Linked DNA regions of Mus musculus: regions 1, 2, 3, 4, 5 and 6 are each linked to region 7. A link is a contact called in public HiChIP or PLAC-seq and promoter capture Hi-C data. All regions are on one chromosome and are shown on one strand. The core of a region is the stretch at or near the end of the contact, and the rest is flanking DNA. Distances in the headings are between cores, read along the strand shown. Region 1 holds the start of Usp36 (ubiquitin specific peptidase 36). Region 2 holds the start of Gga3 (golgi associated, gamma adaptin ear containing, ARF binding protein 3). Region 3 holds the start of Mrpl58 (mitochondrial ribosomal protein L58). Region 4 holds the start of Nat9 (N-acetyltransferase 9 (GCN5-related, putative)). Region 5 holds the start of Cep295nl (CEP295 N-terminal like). Region 6 holds the start of Jpt1 (Jupiter microtubule associated homolog 1). Region 7 holds the start of Rhbdf2 (rhomboid 5 homolog 2).

The links. Promoter capture Hi-C pulls out the DNA fragments that hold promoters and counts their contacts. HiChIP or PLAC-seq counts read pairs in DNA pulled down with a chosen protein or histone mark.
Region 1: a contact with region 7 is called in a promoter capture Hi-C map of liver, with 4 times the contacts expected there. The contact joins the promoter of Usp36 here to the promoter of Rhbdf2 in region 7. A contact is called at or near these places in 2 of 39 promoter capture datasets (liver and pre-B cells).
Region 2: a contact with region 7 is called in a promoter capture Hi-C map of pre-B cells, with 4 times the contacts expected there. The contact joins the promoter of Gga3 here to the promoter of Rhbdf2 in region 7. A contact is called at or near these places in 3 of 39 promoter capture datasets (hippocampal neurons, liver and pre-B cells) and 1 of 115 datasets of contacts at active chromatin or transcription factors (embryonic stem cells).
Region 3: a promoter capture Hi-C map of liver shows a contact between it and region 7, with 2.7 times the contacts expected there. The contact joins the promoter of Mrpl58 here to the promoter of Rhbdf2 in region 7. A contact is called at or near these places in 3 of 39 promoter capture datasets (liver and pre-B cells).
Region 4: a promoter capture Hi-C map of pre-B cells shows a contact between it and region 7, with 2.7 times the contacts expected there. The contact joins the promoter of Nat9 here to the promoter of Rhbdf2 in region 7.
Region 5: a contact with region 7 is called in a promoter capture Hi-C map of pre-B cells, with 2.4 times the contacts expected there. The contact joins the promoter of Cep295nl here to the promoter of Rhbdf2 in region 7. A contact is called at or near these places in 2 of 39 promoter capture datasets (hippocampal neurons and pre-B cells) and 1 of 115 datasets of contacts at active chromatin or transcription factors (pancreatic cancer cells).
Region 6: an H3K27ac HiChIP or PLAC-seq map of microglia shows a contact between it and region 7, with 5 times the contacts expected there. The contact joins the promoter of Jpt1 here to the promoter of Rhbdf2 in region 7.

What each region holds. Positions count from the first base shown.
Region 1 is chr11:118,288,367-118,292,104 of GRCm38.p6, forward strand. Usp36 (ubiquitin specific peptidase 36) reads right to left here and starts at 1,878. Exons shown (of 21, transcript NM_001033528.1): 1 at 1,591-1,878.
Region 2 is chr11:115,602,405-115,606,132 of GRCm38.p6, forward strand. Gga3 (golgi associated, gamma adaptin ear containing, ARF binding protein 3) reads right to left here and starts at 1,512. Exons shown (of 17, transcript NM_173048.3): 1 at 1,424-1,512. The coding sequence starts at 1,463. Mrps7 (mitchondrial ribosomal protein S7) reads left to right here and starts at 1,736. Exons shown (of 5, transcript NM_025305.3): 1 at 1,736-1,839; 2 at 2,317-2,508; 3 at 2,619-2,682; 4 at 3,566-3,728. The coding sequence starts at 1,757.
Region 3 is chr11:115,402,004-115,406,003 of GRCm38.p6, forward strand. It overlaps Mrpl58 (mitochondrial ribosomal protein L58), which reads left to right and starts at 1,749. Exons shown (of 6, transcript NM_001347645.1): 1 at 1,749-1,957. The coding sequence starts at 1,772.
Region 4 is chr11:115,185,332-115,189,570 of GRCm38.p6, forward strand. It overlaps Nat9 (N-acetyltransferase 9 (GCN5-related, putative)), which reads right to left and starts at 2,068. Exons shown (of 7, transcript NM_025400.4): 1 at 1,788-2,068; 2 at 1,418-1,506. The coding sequence starts at 1,494. It overlaps Tmem104 (transmembrane protein 104), which reads left to right and starts at 2,156. Exons shown (of 10, transcript NM_001033393.2): 1 at 2,156-2,267; 2 at 2,879-2,991. The coding sequence starts at 2,947.
Region 5 is chr11:118,341,204-118,345,090 of GRCm38.p6, forward strand. Cep295nl (CEP295 N-terminal like) reads right to left here and starts at 1,331. Exons shown (of 3, transcript NM_021440.2): 1 at 1,110-1,331; 2 at 374-470. The region is part of intron 1 of Timp2 (tissue inhibitor of metalloproteinase 2); the gene reads right to left.
Region 6 is chr11:115,512,486-115,516,530 of GRCm38.p6, forward strand. It overlaps Jpt1 (Jupiter microtubule associated homolog 1), which reads right to left and starts at 1,908. Exons shown (of 5, transcript NM_008258.2): 1 at 1,735-1,908. The coding sequence starts at 1,790.
Region 7 is chr11:116,622,597-116,626,869 of GRCm38.p6, forward strand. It overlaps Rhbdf2 (rhomboid 5 homolog 2), which reads right to left and starts at 1,624. Exons shown (of 19, transcript NM_001167680.2): 1 at 1,582-1,624.

The DNA of each region.
Region 1 (3,738 bases), core at 628-3,127, 1.7 Mb after region 7:
ATTTTCTAACTATAAACATTTTCTTCAATTCCCACCACCGTCAACTTGGCCCCATAAAGGTTTTTTTTTTTCTTTTTCTTTTTCTTTTTTGGTTTTTCGAGACAGGGTTTCTCTGTGTAGCCCTGGCTGTCCTGGAACTCAGAAGTCCGCCTGCCTCTTCCTCCCGAGTGCTGGGATTAAAGGTGTGCACCACCACTCCCGGCTGGCCCCATCACTCCCGGCTGGCCCCAAAAAGTTAAGTGTTTTCCGTCCATTCAAACACACACAGATGCAAAGGATGGTACAATCAGCACAATGCCACCATCAAGGGCTTAAGACAACTGCCTGACCAATCTTGGTTCACCTCTTCATTCCCAGGTTGCCTTGCAGAATGCCTCAGAACTCCATCTAACCAACGCCCCCACCCCCAACAGAATGCAGATGGGAGGTGGCCTGGCTTCTGAAAATCCCCACCACACAAACATCATTTTCAAAACCACACATGCCTCCCTACGGGGAGGTGAGAACTTTGTCCTGGCCCAACATGGTTCAGGGATGAGCAAATGGGAACACTAACCCAAAGGCATTTGCCACAAGGGCCTTAGGACCAAGGCAGGCTACTCAGCCAAGATCATTTTTGAAGCTATAGCAGGAAAAAAGTGTCTATCATTCTACCTGGAAGATACGGCTATGTGATGTAGGAGCGAGAAAAATGTTCGTGTAGTTCCCAGCAAACCCTCTAACATGCACACGCAGCACGTGTGACTCTCAGGCCAACCGGGATGCTTCCTCGACCCAGGTCTCTCAAGGACTAGGATACTCTGCACGCCCAATTTACATATCTAATTCGGAACTCAAGCCTGGCTCCTCCCTTCTGACAGATGTCATTTAAACAAAGCATTTCCTTCAGCTCTTTAAGCTGTTTTCCAAGAAATACTCAAGTCAGATTCTCAGGGTCACTTACATGCTGGCGAAGACAGAGCTGGGGCCTCCAAGGCATCCCACCGCAGAGCATTCCAAGTCAGGGAACAGTTGAACTACATGCTCTTTGGCATCCTCAGGCATCCAAGGTGCCTCCCTGTCTTAGGATGCTATTCCACCATCTCCATCACCAAGGGTCACGCCACAGACGCAGGCAGGCTCGCGCGCGCACACACAATCACACACCATAAGCAATGGGCATTTTGGTTAGAATGCTATCCTGCTATTACATTTCGGTGTGGATCCGTGTTAAGGATCTGACCCTGCCCTAGTCTATAAAATGGACTACAGCTATACCTCCACCCTAAGATTTCCAGCTCCGGGAACCTTCAAAGGAAAACCCGCTCTGAGAGAACAACCGCGATCCCAGCGACCTCACGTTCCAGAAGCTCCCTGGGATGAAGACTGATGCAATTCCCTGGCTACGCTAGGGTTTACAGGCACCCCTCACATCACCTGTCCCTTCCTCGGAGTCCCTGGCATCCCTTGTTCCTCCAAGTCCCTCGCACCCCAACCTTCTCCAGTGTTGCCCTACGCCCCTCTCACGCCCTGTCCTTCCCGGCGATCCCTGTCCCTTGCGTCCGATGTTCTTTCTGCGTTCCCCGGTGCCCTCGCCGGCCACGCACGCACCTGTCAGCCTTCGCTGGAGTCCCCAAAACCCGCGGGTAGAACGCGCACCCTCCTCGTCCCAAGCCCCGCGGAAGCTCCTGCGCTCCGCCGCGCCCGACCTCGACCTCCTAGGCCTCTCGGGAACCCGCGGAAGGCCCGCGCAGCACCAGCGTCCGATCCGGGCCGGGCCAGCATGCGCACCATCCGGGCCTCCAGAGCCTCACACACGTGTCACCACGACGTTTAAAGGAGCCGCACTGCAATGTGCTCCCTGAGTCCGCGTGAAGGGCACGTTCGCCTTAAGAGGCGGAGCTAACGGCGACTTGTCTCCCTGGACCCTCCCTTCTCTGCTATTCGCGACGCACACGTCACCCCTCCGCCCCGCAGGCCTGCCAGTCTACGCGATGACGCAAGCGCGTAGAGCTAAAAGCTCCGGAAGCGTCCCGGAGTCCAGAGACCCTGCTGCGGCTTGGCGTGGTTCCCGCGGTGTACGCGAGTGGCGTCACTTCCGCTTGCGTGCCTGACATTGCCAGTGCGCAGGCCCAGTGTGCTGCGGCGAGGAGCTCAGGGCTCACGTTCAGTGCAAGCCACCGAGGCTTTGAAGATTCACCGTTCGTTAGTTCTTACCTGCAGGCGTCCTTTTGAAAAAAAACAAAAAAACAAAAAAAACCCTAGCAAGCCGGGCATGGAATGAGGCCCTGGGTTCCATCCATCACTGCATGAAACAGGCGCTGTGGCACAAGAAAGCAGTTTCTGCAACTCTGAGGAGTGGAGGGGGTGGGGGATGATCAGAACTTAAACGTCATCTCTGGGATCCTTGAGATGCTGGCTATAGCCACTCCACCGCTTAACTTAAGTGGCCAAGGCTGGAGGATCATTGGAGAATGTCTTCTGGACCACGTAGCAGAACCTTGTCTTTAAAAAAGGGGGTGGGAGTGGGGGCTGATGGGGTAGTAATGGCAAAGACCAAATCCTGTTAGCCTATACCAATGTCCCTTTTAGAGCTAGAAAGATGGCTCAGAGGTTAAGATGGCTTGTCGTTCTTTCCAAGGACTTCCCAGCACCCATACAGTGGTGGTTCAAAATCTCATGTAACTCTACATGTGGCAGACACATATGACCTAAATTAGAAAAAAAAAGTTCTCTTAGTTTTAAAAAGATTTTGAATTACATACGTATAGGGGAAGAATATCTGAGTGTAGGTGCCTGTGGAGGCCACTGGTGTCTCATCCTCTCTTAGAACTGGAATTACAGGCAGCTCTAAGTTGTGAGCTCCCAGTGTGAGGGCTGGGAACCAAACTCTGGTACTCTGTAAGAGAAGTAGGGGCTATTAACTATTGAGTTCCAGTCCCAGAATCCTCCCTCTTTATTTAGACCGACTTCTTTGTTCTCTGACCACTCTTTGTGTCTGGCTGGAGCTGGCTCTATAAACCCACTGTTCTAGGCTGGCTACAATGAATTACTGCTTTTGCTGTCCCGAGCCTGATACAGTTCCTGGGAAATTCACTGTTTTAGCACGCTTCCTGTGTGGGAGCTGGCACCTGGCATAAGACCTAGGTTTTTAATCCAGATGTTGTTCTAATTAGCCTGTTACTTTGCAAATTTCTCTTACTTGGAGGCTTGATCTGTGGGGACAAAAAAATAAAATAAAATTCAGAGTCAGTAGCTCAGTTGGCAGGTAATAAATTTAGTCCCCAGGCTGGGCGATAGTGGCACACACCTTTAATCCCACTCAGGAGGCAGAGGCAGGCAGATCTCTAAATTCAAGGCCAGCCTGGTCTACAGAGTGAGTTCCAGAGAGCCAAGGATACACAGAGAAGCCCTGTCTCAAAATAAATAAATAAATAAATAAATAAATAAATGCAATCCCCAGATGCCCCCCAACCCCCTAGTGCAGTGGTGTTATAGAAATGTAATCCCTTCTCAGTGAGAAATCACTCTGCACACTTCGAGATCTGTAAAGAACATACTTTTACATGCAACTGGATGTGGCCAATGCCCAGGGAAGAGCCAGCCTCAAACAGAAGAAGGTCTTATTAACTCATAGACAAGGTAGGCTTGTGCATTGTGCATACTTGACACTTGTAAATCTCTTTTAGGTCCAGATCCCAGATTACATATTGAATAATTTAAATAGAGATGGAAAACTTAACTCTGACCATTTGGGCA
Region 2 (3,728 bases), core at 262-2,761, 1.0 Mb before region 7:
GTCTCACAAAGACAAAACACCTAAGTCAACCCTGCTTAGCGCAGCTTAGGTCATTTATACTACTCCATTTTTCCTGTTACCGTCTGTGTGGTGAATCAATTCTGCTCTGGCTATTACCCAGTCACACGGTTCCAGGAAAACGGTCTGAGTGGAGGCAGAATGTCCTCTTTGAATTGTGGCCACAGAACCTGTTTCATTAAGTGAGATACTGGGTCTACAATTCCAATTATTTTCATCTTTCAAGAAGGGGAGCTGGGCGTGGTGGTGCACACCTTTAATCCTAGCACTGGGGAGGCAGGGGCAGGAGGATCTCAGTGAGTTCGAGGCCAGCCTGGTCTATACACAGCTGACTGGACACTGGGATCCTTGGGTAAATGATTTTAGCCAATGCCTGTAATCCAGCACTGTACACTCCCCAGAGAACTGTCACATATAGGGAGATGGCTCTATGCCCTGCCCGCAAACATCAGACACTGCAACTGTGATCTTACTTTTCTTTTGGGATGTAGCTTCCCTTAAAGCTAATTTCAATCTCCTGAACAGTAGTTCTTAAGGAAGGCCATGCCTCTAGGAACAACACTCAAGACATCAAAGAGACAACTGTATTCCGTAAAGGATTTCCAGCTCAGGGCTCTACAAAGACGTCTTACCTGATTCGTCTCCATTTCAGAGGCTCTCCCGGGGCTAGCCCTTAGTAAAGTTAATTTATTGACCCTTGATAAGGCGTGATTAACCAGCCTTATTAACCCTTACTAAATAACCTGGATGAACTGTCCGCTAACGTTAAACCTTATTCCTTTGGAGCAATGTACAAATTAGTAAAGATAGCAACACGTCGATATAGCAGCAGTCATTGTTTTTTGAGTTACTCAAGAGCGGGTTATCTCGTTAAAATGAGTGCGTGCATATATGTGTGTGTGTGTGCGCGCATGTGTGTTCCTTCAGTACATATTTAGCACGCTTCGTGGTATATTGTTCCCTGTAGTCGCGCTTTGGAAATGAATTCTCACTTCCAGCATCCTCACTGAGGATGGTCCCACTCTGGAAGCTGCCAGCTGTGTTGTGTGTGCGGCGTGGCACCGCTCAACCCTCCCCGAGGGACCTGTCCAATGCCCGGTCCCAGAGCACAGGCTGGGTGCAGCCCCACCTCAACCTCCCCACGACGCCCGCCTGTCAGCCCAAGGCGCCCGGGTGTCGCTTTCCGGGCCTGCAGGATCTCGCGCTGCAGGTGTCACCCGCGGGAGCCTGAGGACGCGCGGCGGGGAAGGGCCGCTGCTCGCAAGGGGTGTGAGCGCCGGATGCTCGCCGCGAGGCGACGCCGGGTGTGGACTGCCGCGGGCCGCCGCGGCGGAGGGGATGGCGCAGGGAGGGAGGAGGCAGGCCCGTGGTTGGAGGTCAGGTAGAGGCGGCCCCGGATACTCACTCAGCCAGGACTCCAGGCTCTCCCCTTCCGCCTCCGCCATATTGCAGCCGCCCGGTCCGGCCCTGCGCCCTCAAGCCTCGCGAGGTTCTGCGCGAGCAGGGCGGGGGCGGGGCCCGCATGGGGGCCTGAGCGCGCCGAGGGCTGCGGTCCACGGGCGCGCCGGACCGCGTCGGAGGCCGCGAGGGCGAGGATGTGTCTTCGCTTCTTCCTCAGAGGGAACCTCTGAAGGGAAACCCACGCCCGAGGAAAGTGCGCAGGCTCTCATCCGTGTCCTGTCGCTCACTCACGCAGGCGCGCTGTGGGCAGCCCTCCGAGGTCCTGACAGCGGCCAAGATGGCTGCCCCCGCGCTGCGCGCTCCGCTTCGCTGGTCCGGGCTGGCCCTGGGAGTGAGGTGCGCCGTCTGGAACCTTCCAGGGTGAGAAGGCAGCGCGTAGCCGGGACCGCCGCTCGGACCTTCACGGGAGGACCTGGGGAAAGGAAAGAAGCCGCAGGCGAGCTGCGCTGAGTTCTGGCGCGGGAGGGCACTAACTCGGGGCGCCGAGATGGCTGACTCCAGCCATTAAACGGGCCGGTTTGGGGGCTTAGTACCCTGTCCTATGCCTGACAGGCCGGGATGACCTAGATCGGTTCTACCCGGAGCCGAGAGTGCGGCCCTGCTAGAGATCGGAGAACTGGCTTGCGACGGAACAGTGGCCAGTTTCGGGGTGGGGGCTGCCTACCTCTTGGGACAAGGGTCAGAACTGCTGTCAGGTTAGCAGGCGGTCCCAGCGCCACCGTCCCTCGTCAGCGTGATGGCACTTGCGGCTTACTGTTAAGTCAAGCTTGTTCACTTTTGTGGAGTCACAGATTCACCCGTAGGGTTCTGTCTGCTTCCTCCTCGCCCCACTCCCAGGCTCACACAGGTGAGGGGGAGCCGCTATGCCCCCGAATTCCGGGAGCCCTTGATTGACAAGGAATATTACCGCAAGCCGGTGGCGGAACTCACCGAAGAGGAGAAGTATGACCAGGAGCTCAAGAAAACCCAGTTTATCAAAGCTGCGGCCGCGACTGAAACCAGCTCGGTGTTCGCAGACCCGGTCATCAGGTTTGGCGCAAATGCTCCTCTGCTGTGGGCTGGAACTCACCTGGGGCAGTTTTCTGCTGAGGGATCCGGAGTACAGCCCGGGAAAGCTAACCATGTTTTTCTCCTTGAAGCAAATTCACCAACATGATGATGAAGGGAGGCAACAAAGTTCTGGCCCGGTCTCTCATGGCTCAGGTAAGGCCGCTTCTTCCTCTTCAGCTTGTCTTTCTTTTCCCTCAGGCTTGGTGTCTGCGTTTTACACCATGGCTTCAAAACTAGAAAACAGGTTTCTATTCCTGCCATTAAAATTTCCAAGATCTGAGATTGGTGGTGCCCACCTCAAATCCCATCGCTGGAGAAGGCATTTGAATCCAGCACTCGAGAAGCAGAGATAAGTCAGGCCTGCTTGAGCTACAGAGTGAGTTCTGGAACAGAGCTACTTAGTGAGATCCTGTCTTAAAAACAATCAAAACAGAGCCAGAGGTAGGCAGATCTCTGAGTTCCAGACAGCCAGAGCTGTATATTAAGATCCAGTCTTGGGGTGGGGTGGGGGGACAACCTAACAATAAAAGAGGCAGAGTTGGGAAAAGTTTGAGGCCAGGATGGTCAAAAGCTAGTTTCACCCCGGCCAGAGCTACACAGAGTCCCCAGAAGTTTCCCATTCTGTCAACATTAAAAAAAAAAGTTCTTGCCTGGGTGGTGGTAGTTCACACTTTTAATCCCAGCATTTGGGAAGCAGAGGCAGGTGGATCTCTGTGAGTTTGAGGCCAACGTGATCTGCACAGTGAATTCCAGGACAGCCAGGACTACACAGGAAAACCCTGTCTCAAAACAAGAACAAATAATCTCGGCCTGTTCTTGGGGTCATGGTCTAGCAGAGCAGGAGGCACTTAAACTCTGGCTTTCCTGAAAGAGGGTCTCGTGGAACACAGTCTAGCCTGAGCTTGCTGTGCACCTGAGGATAACCTTCACCTCCTGACTCTCCTGCCTCCAGCGCCCCGTGCAGTCATGAGTGTGCAGCACTCCCAGGTGAGCTGGTTAAACTTAGGGCCCGAGCAGCCTCTTCCGTCTCTTGCAGACTCTGGAAGCTGTGAAAAGGAAGCAGTTTGAAAAGTACCGTGCTGCCTCTGCGGAGGAACAGGCCACCATTGAACGGAACCCCTACAGGATCTTCCACGAGGCACTCAAAAACTGTGAGCCTGTGATTGGGTTGGTGCCGATCCTCAAAGGGGGCCATTTCT
Region 3 (4,000 bases), core at 499-2,998, 1.2 Mb before region 7:
AACCACTGAGCCATCTTTCCAACCACCTCCAGTTTGTTTTTAGTGGCTAGAAGAATCCACTATGCTGCTTCTTAAAGCTTGAGGAGGGAAGATGCCTGTATTTAGAACCACTTCCAGTGATCTGCCTCCCATCCCTGGCTGGGTATAAGCAAAGCCATTCATCACAACTCTCACATGGGTGTGAGTGGCTTATAAGGCTGTTTTGTAGATAAAAACAAAAAACCTGAAGTTGATTCAACTTGACTGAAACTCAACTTACAAAAATGAACTGCTGCTGGGCATAGTAGCACTTGCCTTTGATCCCAGCAGTCAGGAGGTAGAGCAGGTGCATCTTTAAGAGTTCAAGGCCAGCCTGGTTTACAGAGCGAGTTTCAGAACAGTCAAGGTTACACAGAAATACTGTCATGAGGAAAAAAAAAAAGAAGAAAAAGAAAAACCAAACCAAAGAACAACAAAAACGTGAACTACCATGAAATTCACTTGACCCACAGTCGTGGTATGTCTGTGATGTGACACACTCTGCATGTTTGGGATACAGCAGAGACCTTACATTCTAACTTGGAGACAGGCAATATGTTAGAACATAAGACTGGGCCTTGGAGTAGTGGTACAAATCTGAACACCTGTGAGGTGAAGGCAGGAGGGTCAGGAGTTCAAGACTAGTCTGAGCTAAATAGGTTGAAACCCTGTCTCAAAACACAAGCAAAAGACAGACCTGGTTGGGTAAGCTTTTAATACCAATGCTCTGGACTGAGAGGCAGGCAACCTGCTGTATATAGTGAGCTCCAGGCCAGCTAGGGCTACATAATTGAAACCTGCCTAAATAAATACCACAAAACCAACCCTTAAGCTCAAAATCGAACACACAAAGATTGGTTGACTGTCTATCCACTCATCTATCTAAAGCAAGTTAGGAATGTGGCTCACACTGAACAAGGGATAGGAAAGGGCAGGGAAAGTCCGAGCTTAGCAGGTAAGGTCGTCCTTGCTGTATCTAGTTAGGTTGCTCAAGGGTCCAGGGAAGGAGAACAGACTCAAAAAAGAGAAAAGGGTGTTTCTAGGATGCTAGATCCAGTGTTTGTTTATGTATTTATGCATTTATATATTTGTTTACATACACACACATTTAAAATGATTTTTCCAAGACAGAGTTTCTCTGTATAGAAGCCTCGGCTGTCCTGGACTCACTTTGTAGACCAGGCTAGCCTAGGTCCACCTATCTCTGCCTCCCAAGTGCAAGGATTAAGGCCTGGCCATGTATGTATGTATGTGTGTATGTATGTACTATTATTATTTTTTTTTTATGGTTTTTCAAGACAGGGTTTTTTTTCTGCATAGCCCTTGCTGTCCTGGAACGCACTCTGTAAACCAGGCTGGCCTCGAACTCAGAGATCCACCTGCCTCTGCCTCCCAAGTGCTGGGATTAAGTGCCACCACGCCTGGCCATGTATGTATTATTTTTATGACAGGGGCTATGTGACTAGGTTAGGCTCTCATCTGCCTTAGCCTTGAGAGCAGTGCTGGGACTGCAGGTGAGCACCGCTCAGTCAGACCCATACAGGAATCTTTTTAAGAAAAATCTCCCGTAGGTGGTCTCTATCTGCCGGTCAACCTCTACCAGATGTCAGCTGGGTGCGCACCACTTCCCACCATCACCGCCAAGGTGGACAGCCCGGAGCCCGAGAAACCCGGCGGAACTTAAGAGCCAGCTCAGCCAAGGCTGGCGGACCGCCGGAAGAGTGAGCACCGGAAGCGGTCCTGGGAGGTGAACATGGCGACCGCCTGGGGCCTACGCTGGGGCCTGAGCCGAACTGGAACGTTGTTGCTCGCGCCGCCCGCGCGCTGTGCTCGCCGGGCTCTGCACAGACAGGTAGACGGCACCACGTTCCAGAGCATCTACAGCCTGGACAAGCTGTACCCCGAGTCCAAGGGCGCGGATACCGCCTGGAAGGTCCCGGTGAGCCGAGAAAGGCGGGACGGAAAGGGCGGTTCCTCCCGCTGCTAGGTGACGCGAGGAAGCCGGGCGGCTTGCAAGGTTTTGGTTGCCCCAGGAGGAACTGATCGCCCTAGTAACCCGGCCGGAGGTGCGGGATGTGCTGGGACTGTAGAGTGTGATTGCAACCCTCGTGGCTCGGGTAGTGCAGACCCTGGGAGAGAGCCGCCACATACGCGTCTTTCTAGATCGTTAGTTTGTCCACGTTTGCTTCCCGGCCTTCAGGCTCACATTATATGGGAAGATGTGCATTATGGACCTTGAAAGTAGTAAAACCTGAGATCCGCAAGTTGGGACGTTACCCAGTCTTTTGACCCTAGTAACGTTAGGAAGCCTGAGACAAAGCTGGTTTGGTCCCTAAGGGTCCATGTTTAGCCTGCGTCATGTAGTGGTACTGCGTGGGGCCTGAGCAGGAAAGAGAGCATCTATTGAGCTGCACCTGTAGGATTGAAAGAGCATCAAGTATTTTCATTCATCCACTCGCACCTCATTCAGCAGACATCTTTTGAGAGCATGCTGTTAGCACAGTGCTAATTTGGGGCAGAGAGTAGTAAAACAGAAATCCTAAGGCTGTAAAGCTCGTATACTGGAGGGCGACAGACAAAAATAAATGAATAAACCCAAGTAACACTAAATATGATACTTCAGAGATAGTAAGACTCAGAAGGCAAAGGTGAAGCTAGAGATAATAACAGTTGTAGGTTTGTTGTTTGTTTGGACAAAGGATCTCATGTAGCCTAGGCTAGACTCGAACTTGCTACATAGCTGTGGGTGGCTATGAGCTCCTGATCCTTCCACGTTCATCTCCCACGCGTAAAGATTACTGGCATGTATCACTGTACTGATACATGTTGTGAGAAAAGCTCTTTAAAAGCCCTGGATGATCTCTAGTTTGCAGTGATCTTCCTGCCTCTCAAGTACTGAGATTACAGGCATATACCAACAAACCCAGCTAAGCATTGAAGTTTTAGGTAGAGTGATCTGGGAAAAGCCTGGAAGAATGGGCCACAGTGGCCTGAATCTGTAACCCAAGCACTTGAGGCAGAGGCAGGAAAAATCAATTGGCTCATAGCCAGCCTGGATTATATGAGACCTTGTCACGTACAAAGACCTGGAAGGAAGACATGAGAATACTGGGGAGATGAGTGTCCCCAGCAGAGCAGGTGCAACCATTTCAGAACAGTAGCATGCTGGACAAGTGTGGCTGAGTGAGGCAGTTGAGAGAAGTGGGTGGAGCCAGGAATAGAATGATACATTTTAGTTTTACAAGATTGACTGCTACACAGTGTTACAGACAGAAGCCTGGAGAATGGCAACAGCTAGAATGTAAGTTAGGAGATTGCGGTAATATAGGTCACAGTAACATAGGCAAGACAGGATGAGCAGGCTGGAAGCAATAGGAGCCTTGAAGGTGATTAGGTCCTAGGCATCTTTTGAAGAAAGTCTAGAGGATTCTTCCCTACTGGATTGGAAGTAAACTGAGAACAAGCAGGGTCTGTGGGACTGTAGTGAGCAGAGGTTTACTGGAGCCCAAAAGTAGGGAGTCACCAGTATTAATGGCTTTTCCATCAGCTTAGAAGGATGAAATCGTCTGGGGGCGGGGGGCAGGGGTAAACGGGTATTCAGAAGAGGCCAGAGGAAACCTGAGGAGGGTGGCTTAGCAAAGAGGTGTCTTCAGAGAGAGCAGCATGAGCTGAGTGAGGTCTAGAGATCAAGTGATGAAGGCATGGAGAGGTGCAGATGGACACACTTGGGCTTGGAGGCCAGAGGAGCCCCCGGGGTGGGATTTGTTGCACTCTGTGGTCCTGAGGACTTAAAGTTGGAGGGTGCTGCTGCTGAATGAAGAGCTCGATGAGGGGGAGACCTGACATGAGGAGCTCAGTCTGACGCCAGCCCCCCAGGTGAACCAGAACCTGATCAAGGTAGACTGCCTGCTGCCGGCTTCCTGTGGGCACCAGAAGGAACAGGGCGGCCCACTAGGATTGTTGTGTCAGGTTGGCAGAGAGC
Region 4 (4,239 bases), core at 818-3,317, 1.4 Mb before region 7:
GGGAGTATTCTATGCCAGGCTCTCAACACTACAATATCCAAGCAGCAATGAAGTATAAGGTACAAACAAACAAGAATCTGACACTGGGTGTGGTGGCGCATGCTTTAGTCCCAGCACCAGGGAGGCAAAGGCAGGTAGGTCTCTTTCTATAGCCTACATAGTTCTAGGCCAGCCAGGACTACCCAGTGAGTCCCTGTCTCTAAATAAATATACATAAATTTAAAAATAAAATAAAATACGGATGTGACATCCGCTCTTTTCTGGTTTTGCCCACACAGGATAAGTGCTGTGGAAGTAAGGACGTTAGTCATTTTCACTCTATGTCTAAACACATTGTAGCTGGGCAGTGGTGGCGCACGCCTTTGATCCCAGCACTTGGGAGGCAGAGACAGGTGGATTTCTGAGTTCGAGGCCAGCATGGTCTACAAAGTGAGTTCCAGGACAGCCAGGGCTACACAGAGAAACAGAGAAACCCTATCTCGGGGGGGGGGGGGGGGATAAAAACAAAAACATTGTAGGTATTCAGTTAATATATAATCGATTAAAAAAATACCCCACTCAAAAAAAGAAAAAGAAAAACCACAAAAAGTCTGAGTTTGTGCTTTCTGAGGTGAAGTGGGTATGGGTAGGCAGGAAAGGTAGGTTCTTTTCTCAGGCAGCAGCAGAGAGGGTAGCTCTAGGGGCCCAGCTTCCCACCCAGGTAATATAAAACCAAACACTCCCCCAGTTCCTGAGGGTAAGGGTATGCCAGTCCAGCCCAGCAAAGAGGGCTGAGGAGACCTCTACAAGGCAGGGTGACAGATCTCCCCAATGCAAAACTATTGTCCCCTACAGAGCCAGCTTCTCAATCTGTCAGATGTTTGCCAACTAACCTCACAAAGAGTCCCTGAATCTCACTTCTGGCCTTTAAACAGTAGGCATCAAAATAATGAATTCAACATCTGGGACAAGCACACGTTAAGTCTCCAGAGGATACCAGGGAACGCCATAAGTAATTTAGAACGAGGGAAGAAGACATGGCTTTGTTTTTTTGTTACACACACATCTAGATGATGTAATCCCTCATTGAAAAGCCAAAAAGAAAGCAGAGAGATGGATGACAAGGAAAATAAATGAAAAATGAGCCCTCCACTTCAGCTTTATTCCTCCTGCATGTAATTCCCACCCCCAACCCCCCACTTTGAGTCACAGTCTCATTAAGTATCCCTAGCTGGCCTGGAACTTATTATATTGCCCAGGCTAGCCTCAATCTCACGGAAGAGATGGACCTGCCTCTGTCTCCCAAGTGTTGGGCCAGAATCAAAGGTGTACAGCACCACACAAGTGACGTTTGTTAAACAAGACAGGCTCCTAGATTAAGGCACCCTGTTTCCAATTGCCCTCCACGCTACAACCAGTCGGGTAATGAGTTAGTTACCTGGGCACATGCTCGGAGGTGTAGGGTACCAGGACCACCTTCTTGCCCACTAGCATGGTGTTCTGATTCAGCTTCATTGTAGCTGCCTACTAGTGGGGAGAGTTAAAGACTTCAGAGCCCCCATAGTGTCTTCCCACGCAGGGTGGAACTCTTTCTGTAGCAGTGGAGCTATGTTGACAGAAGAGCGTCCTGCCTTCCCCTCACAACTACGTGAAAGAACGGGGATTCTAAAACTCTTGTAAGAGAAAGAGCCGAAGTGGTCAATACATCTGGGCTCTCACCCAGGGGCCAAGTTCTGGCTCGGTTTCCAGCCCATTCCTACACAACATGCCCGTCCACCCCCAAATGACCTGTTAATCCTTTTTTTAACCTGTTTCCAACCCTAGCCTCCAGCGTCCAGAGTCCACGTCACTCGGCTCTGGCCCTTCCGTTTTCCTGTCCCCAAGCCCCACTCAAAGTTCTCAGGCCTCAGCCCTTTGCGTGGTTCCTCGGCCGTCTAAGCGCTGTAGTTTGCAAACTGCAAAGCTCACAACCACCCCCTGCCGAGGAAGGCGTCCCCAACGACAGGCGTCAGCGTCTGTCCCGGAGAAACAGGCTTTCCGCATGCGCGTAGAGGGGCTTGCTGTCCGCTTCCGCCAGGCAGACGGCAGCCGCAAAGCCCAATCCCGGCCCCGCCCCCGCGAGGCATCCAATCAACGCACTGCGCCCCTCCCCACGCGCTCGCTTGGACGGGGGACTGGGAAGCGTGCGCGTGCGCGTAGCGGGCGCTGGTGCGGGGCCGCTGGTGCCGGGTGGCAGCTGCAGAGCTGGAGGCGGTGGCCACTGTGCCTGGAAGCTAGCTGTGCTGCAGGTCTGGGACGGGCAGGAGGGCAGGACAGGGTGAAGATGGATGTGAATTTTAGAGTTTCACCTGGAAGGGAGGGGAAGGGGAGACTGAGGGACCGGCTCTGGAGAAGAGAGGGGAGGCTTAAGGGTGGGAAACCCTAAGGCAAAGCAAAAGGCAGGTGTCGGTGCGCGAGGCCCCATTTAAAAGAAGAGGCTTTGGGACAAGGAGTTAGGATGGAGGGGCGACCTTGGAAAAGCTGACTCCCGCTGTGGGCGGAGAAGCAGACAGCTGTGTGGGCTGTCCTGTGTAGTAGTGAGCTCATAGATAATGAAACGGACGTAAGCACTTTAGGGTAAAGGGGGCTGTGATGGTTAGTGAGGCTTAGAGGCCCGGAAAGCCCCTTCAGTCACTTGGAGTGTGAGCAGCATCCAGGCACCGAGAAGTGCCTTGCATAGCAAATCAAGTTAGAAGACATGGTCCAGGAAGCCGCGTCCCACCAAGGCTGTCTCATGGCAGATAGGGAGACCAAAGTGTCTGAGTTAAAAGGGCTACAGGTGAAAGCGGCAGACTGCAAACCCCCCACCCCCAGTCTCATCTCTGCAGTTAGAGAACTAAAGTCTACTCTTTTGTCTTAGGAGCTGCGGCTGCTGCTGCCACTGCATAGAAGTAACCTCTTGGGCCAGCCCTTCCTCACTCTCTGGAGATGGCAGGCGAGATCACAGAGACCGGAGAGCTCTATTCTCCTTATGTGAGTTCTTCTCCATAAATGTGTTCTGCTCACCACCATGCTCCTGGTTTCTAGAGAAGCCCACTGCTATCTGTGGACTATACTAATTATGGCCCTGGTTTAAATAGACCCTGGTGAAAAACACAACGGAAACTCCACATAGCTCCAGTCAGGTTCAGCTGTCTTAGCTAGACTCTATATATCAGGCTCGTTCCTCATTTGTTTATAATTTTTTAAAGCTTTTATTTTAAATGATGTGTCTACGTATGGATATGTGCATGCCTGTCAAATCCAAAAGAGGGCACCAGATGCCCTGGAGTTAGTTGTCGATGGTTGGATGCTGCTCAGTGTAAGTGCTGGAAGTGAACTCGGGTCCTCTGCAGGAGCAGCAGGTACTCTTAACTGCTGAGCTGTTTCTCCAGGCCAGTTCTCCTTTTAGACACCTATCAGAGAGCATCAAGCCAAATAGTAGTTAACTTGCTAGTCTCCCATAATATCTATCTCAGGACTCCCACAGATGACACACAGTTCTGCCAGTCAGCTGGGCAGTCACCAACAGCTGTCGCCATGGAGTTGTGTTCCTCTCAGTAGTCAGCAGCCTCTTTCTTCCTTCGCTAAATTCTAAATTGCACAACTCTTGTGGTCTTGGATGTTGAAAGAGGTGGTGAACTGCAGAGTCTCCCAATTGCAGTTTGGTAGAGCATGCAATTATGACAATTAGAGCGATTGATTCCCCTCTGTCTCGGCTCCGTGGCCCCTGCACTCCCCCCACACACACTCAGTTTATCTTCTCTCGGTGCTGTATCCAGTTGGTTGTGGTTATGTGGTTATTGCATCACGGGGCCTTCACTGGGTAAGTCGTTGGAGGTAATCGTGAGTTACCTGGGTTGACTCACATTGGTACCTGCTGTCACCAGGAAAAGCGGCTCTTCTCCACAAGCCGCCTTTTTAGGATTTTTCTAGTCTCAGCAGTGCCCTGCTGTTCATAGGCAGCCACAGAGCACACACAGACACACACAGACACACACACAGACACACACACACGCATGCACACTTCACCGCTGCAGCTCACCAGGGAAAGTGCTGGAGTGGATGGTTACCCTGTCCATGCAATCATGTGATAGTTCTTAGAATCCCCTGTCAGCAAGAAGATGTCTGCACTGTCCCTACACGTTGCCACAGTTCCTGCTTTTTCTGACACTCACTACAGACTTGGAGACGAGGAAGTGAGTTATTGCTGTGACTGTGTTTTAGAAAGAAAGTACCTTA
Region 5 (3,887 bases), core at 81-2,580, 1.7 Mb after region 7:
AAGTGTTGAAATGGCTAGGAATATACCAGATAATAAGAAATGTATAGATGCTTGAGTAACAACAGCCAGACTAAATGTCAGCAGAGCAAGGGAGAGTCGGACATGCAAAGAGTTTCTTCCCAGATGGTTCTGAGAAAGGAGAGAAGAGGCCAGGAATGCTAGCAAGATCTCAGGACAATGACAAAAGGCAGAAACCTCTGCAGGGCTGGAGGATCTGGGAGGAGGGCAGGTGGTACACTGTGCGCCCAGAGAGAGGTGGTGATCAATGCTATCTCAGCCCCTCATCTGTGAAGTGAGTGACAGCAGTTTCTCCCATCGCTGTGAGGACCACCCAGATGCTCGGCCAGTTATGTGGGGAGAGGGTGGTACTTACGGTATGCGTCTCCAGATGACTGAGCCAGGCCAATGAGGACACATTACAGGGAGGCAAAGGCTGGCCGGGTGAAAGGAGGCACTTTCTATGGAGCTGTCTTAAAATCATTGGGTAGGCAATGAGACACCCATCACTGGAGGCATCCAAGCCAAGCCCAGGTGAAATAAACATCAGAGATGTTTCTAACCCCATTTCTCTATACTCTACGACACAGTACGCGGCCTCATGGCCCGTTTCTGGCCCCTCCTCCCTCAGCTAAGTTCCAGAGAAAGGTCATTCCTAAAGGCGCTGGGCTGCGTTTTTGTTTTTTGTTTTTTTTGAAGTGGTGTCAGAATCTCTCCTGGGGAAGGCGTGGCAAAGTATGTCTTAGCCAAGCTCACAGCCCCTTTCTCACCCAGATTCTGGGGGTGGGGCTACACGCGGACATCTGACCATTCCCCCATGCTCTACCAGGAGAGCAGGGCAGCCAGTTGAGGGGGTGAGGAACAAGCTCAGATCCCCGCAGACAGACCTTGTGGTAAGCTGCCCTCTGACCTCAGGGTTCAGGCATCCACCAATCAAGAGGGGCACTTGTGGCTGATGCAGGTGGGGCCTTACTAAATATAGGGGTGGTGTTCACCACCTTTCCAAGTCCCTAGCCAGCTCAGGGGCACCCAGCTGCCATTCTTAATGTCATGACACCTCCCACTCCTCAGAGCATCTTGTCTTCCCACCCCCAGCCCCCCGCTGTCAGCACCTATTCTTGCTGGTAAGACGGACTTTTAAATCTGCATCAGGTCACGTGGCCTGGTCACACGTTCTCCCCCAACAGCCGGCACAAAAGACCCCCCCTCCCAGCGGAGAAGGGGCAGACACCGCAATCTTGTCCTAAGGTGGTCCAAGTGGGGTTTCAGGGGTCACTGACCCAGGTTAGGTGGAATTACCACTCCCCACCTCTGCCAGCAGCCCTGTCTGCCCTGTCTGGTTAACCAAGGGAGGCTGTTGCCATGGGAACAGCAGAGCTGTGGTGCTGTGACATCACCTCAGGGGTGAGGTCAGATACAGAGACAGGCCAGCCAGAGGACAAGTTTCCAGGTGAGAAAAGCAATCAGAGATTTGTCTCAAGTGGCAGGGACTGTGAGCTTTTTGAAAGCAGTCTGTTTGAAGAGGTGTTGATGAGCAATGTAGAAAGCCTCAGTTCACAGCCACAGCCTGGAGGAGTGCTCCCTCCCCTCAGACTGGCAGCATCACGACCTCCTCAGGCTGTGCTCTCCCACCCCAGCTGTCAGAACATTAAGAGGACAAACATACGTAAAGATCTCAAGGACAGGCGCTTCCCATCCCTCTTCGTGCAGAGACAGCAGCTGGCTGGACTCGGGCAGAGGGTATGGGCTACTTCCCAACAGCTCTGAGAAGCTGACTGAGGCAGGAGAAGAAAGAATCCTAGCTCCGGCTCCTCGTTCATTCTTAAACCTCCTTAGACCTCAAAGCTAGACATCCTTGACTGTGCTGGAGCATCCTCTAAAAGTAAGACCACTGAGGGTTTACTTTGGGGAAGGTGGCTTCGTAAAGAGTCAAGCTTAAAGTTCCTCCTATCGAGGAAAAGTAAAGGGCAGGGCAGGCCGAGCTGTGGAGAACGCAAGATGAGAGGAGCTGAACCTGGAACCAAAGGCTGTGGCCGGATGGAATGAGCCCCTGGAAAAGCCACTGCCCACTGACTTGGACCAGCATATGCGTTATCCCCACACGAGGAACTTTCTCCACGAAAGCCGCCTCTGTTTTTCCGGTCCCCTTTCTCACACTCTTGTGATGGTTTATTTTCTGTGTCAACTTGACTGAACCGGGGAATACTCAGCTGGTTAATGAACTAAGGGACACCCAGCGAGCTGGTAAATGTGGAGGTGTTTCTGCATGGGATTAACTTTGAATCATACTGCTTGGGCTACGGGTGTCCAAGCTTGGGGATCCAGACGATGTCGGGTGTGAATGAATATCTGTTGTCTCCAGCCATCTGGGCTCCTCCTGGTCCCTTGTCCTTTGCTCTCTAGAGACTATCCACCCCCACTCACAGATGAAATCACACCACTGCTTTCTGGTCTGCAGATACCAGTGTGGGCTCTTTCAAACTGTGGGAGCCCCATTCCCACTCCAAAGCCCGGGCCTTCTCTCTGTTGATTCTGTTTCTCTGGAGAACTCACAAACAGAGCCCTGGGGTTGATCTTTCTGTCTCTTTCATCTTCTTCTTCCTGGTCTTACATCAAACCTTCAGCAAGAGAAAAGTCCCTGGAGAGAGGCTTCTAGAATATGCTGGCACTTTTGCCAGGTGGCTCTTTCAGCCTGCCCCAGCAGGCTCAGTGCTCTCGGTTTCCATGATTGTTCTCACTGGGTCTGTTCTGGAATGAAGGTGATGCTGCCACCCCTGGCCCTGGCCTTCTTGGCTCTCCTGACACCTCCCTTGCTGTTCCCAGAGACCCCAAGCTCTATATTAATCCAACCAGCAAGCTGGAGAGGTGCTGGCTCAGTCTGAGAAAGTGCTTGCTGAGTTGGCATGAGGACCTAAGTTTGACCTTCAGCATCAAACTGGGGTGGGTTGGGGGTTTGGAGGCTCATGCTTGCAATCCCTGGGCTGAGACGGTTCAGACAAGAAGTGAATCTCATGGGAGTCACTGGACAGCCAACCCTGCCTAACCAATGAGCCCCCGGGTCTTACACACACACACACACACACACACACACAGAGAGAGAGAGAGAGAGAGAGAGAGAGAGAGACAGAGAGAGAGACAGAGAGAGAGACAGAGAGACAGAGAGAGACAGAGACAGAGAAGCTAGGAATAGTGGCAAGCTCTTGTAATCCCCACATTGGGTAGAGGGAGACTGGGGATTCCCCAGGGGACTCAATGGCCATCTAGACTAGCCTAGTGAGAGACACTGTCTCAAAAAAACAAGGTGTAGGACTCCTAGGGCATGGTACTATAGATTAATTGCTGGCACGTTAATATACATATGCACGTTGGCACACACATGTGCACTCATGCAAACACACATATAGAAAGTCATCCGCATTGTCACACTAGGTATCATAGTATGTGCCTGTAATCCCAGCACTTAGGAGATGAAGGCTGGAGAATCAAGGCCAGCCTGAGCTACATGAGATCCTGTCTCCAACAACAACAAAGCAAAACAAACAAACAAACAACCTAAATATCCACTCTGCTAGATGACACAGGCCTCGCTGGCTGAGACCAACCAAGTCTAGATGGTACTAGGCTGGTTATTAGACAATCCTAGCAAGTACAAACTTAAAAAATACATGTATAGCTCATGTCTATTTTAGAAAAAATGAAAAAAAAAGGATGCACTTGCAAACAAGAGTTCCCTCATATGCCCTCATTTTTACAGTTTAATTTGGAAATACCCAAGCCGGTGGGGGGGGGACGGCAGGGGGGGGATGTTCAGTGCTGGAGTGCTACAGTGTAGGAGGTCCTGAGCTCATCCCAGCAGCACGGGAGTGAACAAATGATCGCATAAGCTGCAG
Region 6 (4,045 bases), core at 658-3,157, 1.1 Mb before region 7:
AAGAGAATTGGTCAGATTTCAGGAGTCGGGGAGAACCTTAGCACCAACACTGGAGGGCAAGCAGTGGCAAAGGAGGCTGCAAACACGTTGTATTTGTCTCATGTCAAGCACGCATGAAAGGCCCTGGGCTCTGAAATGCTCTACAAAGCCTGGAGCTGAGCTTTGAGTCCCAAAAAATAAAACCCAGATTACACATTGTCTTGCCAGGAACCAGTGTCAGACCAGGAAAAGTTGGCCTCATCACACAAAACAAAAACCCAGGGCTCAATCTGTCCCTGTGTCCTTTGTAACAAATTACCTCATTTGAAGGATGACAACAAGAGGGAGTGACCCAGTCTCCTAGGTCTAATCTCCAGTTCTGCCCCGCCCTGTAAGCGCTGACCCCTTCAGTTCCCTTCCATCACACCAATTCTTTTACTACTTCCTGAAACTGAAAGCAGTCTGTAGCTGCCCCAGCTTCCTCATAAGACTACTCAAGGAGGCTGCTTTTTGTCAGCAAGTTGTCAAGCCCCTGTGAGAGACACTGCTGTTCCACGCTGCCTTCTTAGCCCCACAAAATGGCTCCCTTTTGTGCCACTTGGTCGGGACCCCAAGGCTTGGTCACACTCAACTGTGGGTCATCATCAATGGAAAATACATGGCCAGAGAACATGGAACCAAGCCTTTGGGAAGATCAAAGAGATGCCTGAAAGCCAACTTAAGGGACTGTGTGCCACTAGCTGAGACGATGTAGATGGACTCCCTCCGCTGAACAAAATATCTTCACCAAGTTAAGTGAGGGGTAGGAAACGGGTCCCAGTCCAGTCACAGAGCTCCTCCCAAAATGCAGTGTACTGGGGACAAGCAAGATCCCAGCTTCCAGGAAGGGATACTACATACTACTGGAGAGACAATGGATGGCTCCCTAGCCCCGCCCAAGCACAGACAACCTCCTCCTCCAAGAGAAGCCTGCTCTGGGGTGAACTCATTCGGCCAAAGTCAATGGGAGAAGTAAAGAAGGCGACATGGAAGGGCAGAGGTCCGAGGACCTGAGCGCAGAAAACCCATTTGAGCAGGCTCACGGCCCCGCGCATTCGGAGGTGGGCGTGGGGAGGGGGAGGAGACCCGATCTCTCCTTTGTTAGGCGCAGGGAGGCACTTTGATAAGAGAGCTCCTGTCCAGGGCTGGAAGTGGAGGGAGGGGATGACCAGCCCCGCCCTACCAGAGGTGCACCTGCTGCGCAGACACGGACACCCCGGCGGGCCACCACGAGGAAAAGAGCCTGCAGACCAGCCGGATCAGTGCTCAGATTTGCTCGCAGCGCCCAAGGCCGGGGCCAGCACACGCCCGAGCCAGAAGCGGGAGCGCATGGCCCTCATGTGGGACAATGGGCCCAGGGCCCTGCAGGCTCCTTGGGCTCCTGGGAGACCAAGCCCACCATCCTGGACCCGACCAGTGTCGCCGCGGGTGGCTGAAAGAAGATCCTCCCGCACACTCTCACCGACTCCAACCTGCCGTACGGCAAAGGGCCGCCACCCACAGTCCCCCTCAGCTGTCGTTACCGGGGAGAAATGAATAGAAGGGACGACTGGGGCGGGGCCACAAGCCGAGGCAGTCCTGCCGCACAAAGCGGCGCCCACTCCTTACTCTGCCACCCTCCCCCGGGCGCGAGCGCGGTGCTCCCGGCCCGTTACCACCAACGCCCCGCGGTCCCCACAAGCCCTGGAGGGCTCGAGCCCTACCCTGTCGCCTTACCGGGAGCTGTTCCTGCTGTTAGGGTCCACACCCTTAAAGGTAGTGGTAGTGGTCATGGCGCCAAGGGGCGAGGTAGGCTGGCCCTGAAAACGCCAAGGGGGACTGGGACCAACAGGCGCAGACGACTCCAAAAGCTAAACCACCAGGGCTCCACGAGCTTCTACCGCCGCGGGGCTCGCCGGACTCCCATTTTATAGAGCCAATAGGGCCCACCCTCCACATGCCGCCATTGGGCAATTTAAAAAGATCTCTTCATTTCTATTGGTTAGCTACAGTGCTAATCATAGATCGGCGTCAGGACGGGCTGCGCGGGAGACGGCTCGGCCTAAGCCCCGCCCCCTTCCTGTACAGAGAAAGGCCGCTGTGGTCTCCCCTCCTCCACGCCCTCGACAATCTGGTGGTGCTCAAGTGTTCACGGTCACTTTAAAAAGTTACTTGAGGGGCTGTCGAGGTGGCTCATAAGGAAAAGCCCTTGCCACCCAGCATGACAACCCGTGTTCAATCTCCAGGACCCACAACGTGTAAGAGACCCAACTCTCTTTTTTTTTTTGTAGAACATGATTTTAATATTTTCAACTGTTAATACTCAACAAGCAGAATAATTATTTTAAGATATACTTCGTTATTATGTCTTCATTTCTGATTTTATTAATTTGGATACTGTCTCTGTCCCTTATAGTTAGTCTGGCCAGGGGTTTATCTATCTTGTTGATTTTCTCAAAGAACCAGTTCCTGGTTTTGTTGATTCTTTGTATAGTTCTTTTTGTTTCTACTTGGTTGATTTCAGCTCTGAGTTTGATTATTTCGGATACCCAACTCTTGAACCTCTGACCTCCACGCACCCACGCACTGAGACACACACACACACACACATACACACTACCTAGCTACCTAAATAGAAAGCTACCTCAGCAGGATGTGTCGGCACTTCCCTGCAATGCCTTAACTTGGGAGACTGAGGCAGGAGGATCACTTTGAGTTTCAAGCCAGTCTGGTCTAAACAGTGAGACCCTGTCAAAAAGAAATGAGGGGGAGGCAGAGAAGGAAAGCAGGAAAGAGAGAAGGGATGTCGTGTTAAGGCCATATGCTAGTACTGCAGAGGACCTAGGTTCAGTTGCCAGCACTCACAGGGCAGCTCCAAACTGTAGCTCCAGTTCCCTGACCTGGGCAGTTACATGCAGGCACACACATGTACACAACGTAAATCTTTTGCCAGGCGATGTAGCACATGCCTTTAATCCTTTAGTCCCAGCACCAACTCAGGAGTCAGAGGCAGGTGGATCTCCGAGTTCTAGGCTAGCCAGAGTTACACAGAGAAACCGTGTTGGAGAGGGAATTTTTTTTTTTTAAGGTCCGAGGTGGGGGTGCTGCACACCCCTAATCCCAGCACCCTGGAGGCAGAAGCAAGATTTCTTAGCCTCAAAAAGGGCGGGGGGCACACAGTGGTCTACACCTTTGAACCCAGCACTAAGGAGGCAGAAGAGTCTAGGACAGCCAAAGATGTTACACAGAGAACTCCCCCCCCACCCCACCCCCACCCCCCCACCCACCCACCCCACCCACCCTCACCCCTACCCCCCCGTCTAGGAAAAAAAAAAAAAACAGAAACAAATGAAAAGAATTCCTGGATTAGCCTGCGCTAACTGGATTAGCCTGTGCTACACCATCACCCCACATCCCGCTGCCGATGCTTTAGTACCGTCCCAATGTTTGGTTACACCAGCACTCCTCCCTACTCCTGGCAATATAGGGCAGTGCCACTATGCAGGGTAGATGGCTAACAAAAACCGTAAATCCGCTCTTTAACCTGACCAACGTGTAGGAAATAACAATGTTTTCTCCACGCCCCAAATAAGCCTTCAGCTTTCCATGCTTCTGGGTGGAGATGAATGAGACCTTTCACCACTAGGACAATCTTTCTTTCCTTCTTTCTTTTCTTTCTTTCTTTTTTCTTTTTTTTCTTTTTTTGGTTTCTCTGTGTAGCCCTGGCTGTCCTGGAACTCACTCTGTAGACCAGGCTGGCTTTGAACTCAAAAATCCACCTGCCTCTGCCTCCAGAGTGCTGGGATTAAAGGCGTGCGCCACCACTGTCCAGTTTAGGACAATCTTTTTTTTTTTTTTTTTTTTTTTGAGACAGGGTTTCTCTGTGTAGCCCTGGCTGTCCTGGAACTCACTCTGAAGACCAGGCTGGACTGGGAAACCTAATGAAGCAATCTTAAAGAGTCCGTAACAGAAAAAGTGCTGAAATTCCAGGGGTTTTGTTTTGTTCTCTGTGTTATCTACGTAGCCCTGCTGTCCTGGAATTCCCTTT
Region 7 (4,273 bases), core at 374-2,873:
CCAGCCTCCATCCTTTACTGTCACTCAGCAAATACTACAGCAGGGCCTGAGCTCACCCTGACCAGGATTCCTACCGCCCCAGGGGCAACCCATCCTGTTGGAAGGAAAGAGAGGAGCCACAGGGAATCAGTGGACCCGTTATTCCTTGGATGTTACTTTCCTGGTGTAAATAGCTAGGGGAGTCAGTTCTGTGTTCAGAAGGAAAATTCCAGTTGGTCACATGGCATTCCGCTATCCGGGAGACCTCAGCTCATCCAGCTTTGGGAAACTCCATGGGAACAGAGCTTGGTCCTGCCCTTCCTCCATCCCCAGGGCTACTCTGGCTTACCTTGAGCTTATCCTGTGTCTGAAGCTATCCTGGGTAAAGTACTACAGACCTGTGCTTCGAGAGAGCCACTGTTCCCAGCTTCTCCTCCACAGGGCCAGTGGCCAGCCAGGGCGAAGCCTGCCCACCTATCTCTTTATCTCTCACTGAGATTCGTCCTGGCCCTTCCCAGCCCCTGGAGAAACTTAGGTAGGGAGAGAAATTCACAAGAAGTACCCTAGTGGGCTGGTGGTCATAGGACGGTCACTCAATGTTGACTTTTGAGGGGCCAGATTCTGTACTGTGGGGCAGACCTGTGATGGCCAAGTGTCTCCAGGGATTGTCAAATATCCTTAGCGGGCAAAAGCACCCCTAAGCTGAGAACCACTGCTTGAAACCAAGTTTCATTTTCTTCTCCCTGACTACAATCACAACAGCACAACATAGATGCTGGGGACAGTATTTCACCACAAGATGTCACCCACACTGGAACCCCCAATGCAGCTGGTTGAGAAACAGCAACCGCTCCACCTATGAGGCAATCCCTCAGGTACACCTCACCTTCGCTCTCTATGTCCCGGCCCTACAGACTCGCGGCTCGGTGTTTCCTGGAGTTGAATCAAGGTATGGACCTGGCTTCCCTTCTGCCCTGGGGTTGTGGTAGAGACCTGGGCCCTACAGACCTTTCGCTCCCTAACTTTCAATCCAATGCAGAAACATCAGCTGGGGGCCCAACTCTCCAAACCCCTCGGTCCTTAAGCCAGGACTCCTGAGTACACTTTCTGAGCCGCGGACTACTCTGGCGGTGTGAGCCTTCCCCATCCCCCACCCCCGCACCTGTTACTACCACGGCGGCGAAGCTCCACGCACAAAACGCTGCCCGAGGACTTTGGAAGTTCACCCGGGAGACAGGGGAATATAGTCTTAAGGTCTAAAAGGGATTTCTGGTTGGAGGCGGAGTCGCATGTTCCAACACTGGGCAGTGCCCTCTCTTCCTCTCTGGGCTTTTAAACTTTTGCGCAAACCACGCGCCCAGACATCTGGTGACTGTGCCCCGGGGAACCCCTTTAGGCGTCCTGGTCCCAGCAGAGGCCAAGGATCTGCGGGAGGGATCCAGCGGTCCCGCGGGCACAGAGTCCAGCCTCGGCCTCTAGGGCGCTCTGCGGGGCGCACAGCCCCCGACCTTCCCCGCGGCCGAACGGGGCAGCCCCGTGAATCCCTGGCCACCCGCGGCCTAGCGGACCCGAGCTCCGCCGCACCCAATTCCCCGTGCTCACCTCTCGGAGGCCCCACGTCCCGGGAAGCGGCTGAGAGCAGAGTGGGCAGCGGCGGGGCGGCGGCTACAAGGCTGAGCGCCAGCGCTCCGCCTCTTCCCTACCTGCGCGAGGGCGCAGGGGCGGGGACTGGGTGTGGGCGGGGCCTCATTGAGGCGGGGCTTCTTGGTGTGTGGGCGGTGCTTCGGGGGGCGTGGTCGGCCCGCGGCTTCTGCCTGGGCTTGTAGCTCCTGCTGCTCCACTTATGGCCACATTTAAACACTTGCCTAGCACACAGATCTTAGGTTCGATCTCCAGCAACACACGCGCTCACACGGACACACCCCCATAACAACCAAGCAAAAACCACTCAATTTCCCCTTCTCTTTCTCGTGTGACCTCAGGCTCCTTTGACTCCAGGAGCCTCGACTAGGCTTGCATCCTTTCCAGAATCCCCGATCGATCGCTGCAGCTACATCGTCTAGGAAGCCTTGGCCTTCTCTAGCTGCTGTCTCTCCTTCGTCCATTAGAATGATCTCTCCTCAGGCCTGGCATCCCTTCTAGGCCAGACCGGGTCCTTGCTGGAAGTTGGGTCTTGTCCCCTTAACCACCCCAGGACTAAACACAGAGCAGTTGGAAAGGCAACCGAGGTATATGCTAGTTCTTGGGACTGTCCCTTAGGAAACTGTGAATGTTGCTCTGCACCCAAGGACACAGAGGCTTCTTGCTAAGGCTGAAAGCTGGCTCTCACAGTAACTGGCAATAGATGCAGAGGAAGGCCCTCCACATCTCCGTGTCATGAACAGCCCCCAGGCCCAGGCTTTGGATACTCTAGCCTGGCCAATACTGACCAAGTAACTTGCTTTGTTGGCTGTAATGAGAAATAACTATATATGACTCCAGCTAACAGAGCCGGGGGTTCAAATCCTGATCTGCCATTGACTGCTCCTGTGGTCTTAGATGAATCCCCTAAGCCTCCTCGGTCTCAGCTTTCCCCTCTCTGTGTGGTAGCAGTAACAGGGAGCATTTGTGGGGCCCCTGGCTCTAACTAGCAGCTGCTGTTATCTTTGCTATTATTAGTAGTGGTGACGGCCGGCCCTCCCTCAAGTTTAAGCCACAGGCTTTTATCCTCCTTAGCCCACGTCTCTAGCCACCTTGAGCCCATAGGAGCTGGGCTGTGCCTCCTCATCTCCCTCCTGGACCCAGATATCCCTCCCTTAACTCGGCTCTGGGTGGTGCCATCTTGTGATGTTCTTACCCACTTCCTGGTAGAGTACCACTCTTCATGTTCGCGTACCTAGCCCTGTACGAAGGCCTACATTTATGACACCCTGTCCAACACTCCCATGCTCCCACCTACGAGCACTCGCCGGACCTGTCAGCTCCTGAACAAGAACAGCAGGCCGGAGAAGGGCAGGGGGTGCCACTGATACAGATGCCTAGGGCCTGGGTTAGCCCCTCACTTGGGATTTGATGTGGAAACTTACGGCAGGCAGGAAATGGCAGAGGAACGAACTAGACCTGTACCCCCAGGTCTGGAGTCCCTATCCTCAGCCCCTGCACCAATGGCCTCAGTCTTTCTTTCTGAAGTCCTCGCCCAGCCAGAGAGTATGGAGAGACCACCACCAGGGGGCGCTGCAGCAGAGCTGCTTTCAGAGGTGAGCCAGGTCTCTGGGCTCTTGTTGCTCTTAACCACCCTGCCCCCAGTCTGCCACGTTGGTGGGTTGGGTAGAGCAGAGGTTAAAAGCACTGACTGCTCTTCCAGAGGTCCTGAGTTCAACTCCCAGCAACCACATGGTGGCTCACAACCATCTGTAATGGGATCTGATACCCTCTTCTGGTGTGTCTGACAGCTATAGTGGACTCATATAAATAAAAGAATTTTTAAAATTTATTTTATTTTTTTATTTTCAAGATAGTGTTTCTCTGTGTAGCCCTGGCTGTCCTGAAACTCACTCTGTAGACCAGGCTGGCCTCCAACTCAGAAATCCTCCTGCCTCCCAAGTGCTGGGATTAAAGGTGTGTGCCACCACTGCCCGGCAATAAATAAATCTTAAAAAAAAAAAAAAAAAAGTGGGGCAGGGGAAATAATTATATGGTTGGAAGCTTTTGCTGATGTTGCAGAGACCCAGGTTCAGTTCCCAGCATGCACTTGGGATCTTGCAGACAGCCTTAACTCAGTTTCAGAGATCAAATGCCCTTCTTATACCTCCACAGGCATGTACATCATAATACATACTTAACACATACATACATACATACATACATACATATATGACACAGGCAAAACACTAATTCATGTAAAAATAAATAAATAAAATGTGTGTGCACCACATGCTTAGAGCTTTAGTTACTTCCTATTAGGCAGGGTGGCAAACTTCTCCTTCCCAGTCTCCAGCCACGGAAAGGCAAGGCTGGGGCAAAGACAGATAATAACCCCAAACTTGGGAGCTGTTTCTCTGAAGCACAGGCAGGGAGCCATTTAGTGACCCCTCCACATATCCTTAGGAAACCATGCTGAGAGCGGCAAAAGAACCAGCCCTGGGGGTTGGGGTGCAGGTGGGAGGCTGGACTTGCCTGGCATGCGTGTGAGTTCCATCATGTGAGGATCATTCTGTCTGTCCCATGGCAGCAAAGAGCATCAGGCAGAAGAGGCACCGTGGGGCTGCTGGAACCATTCAGGCCCAATCCACCTCTCAGCCTGGCAGATGCTACT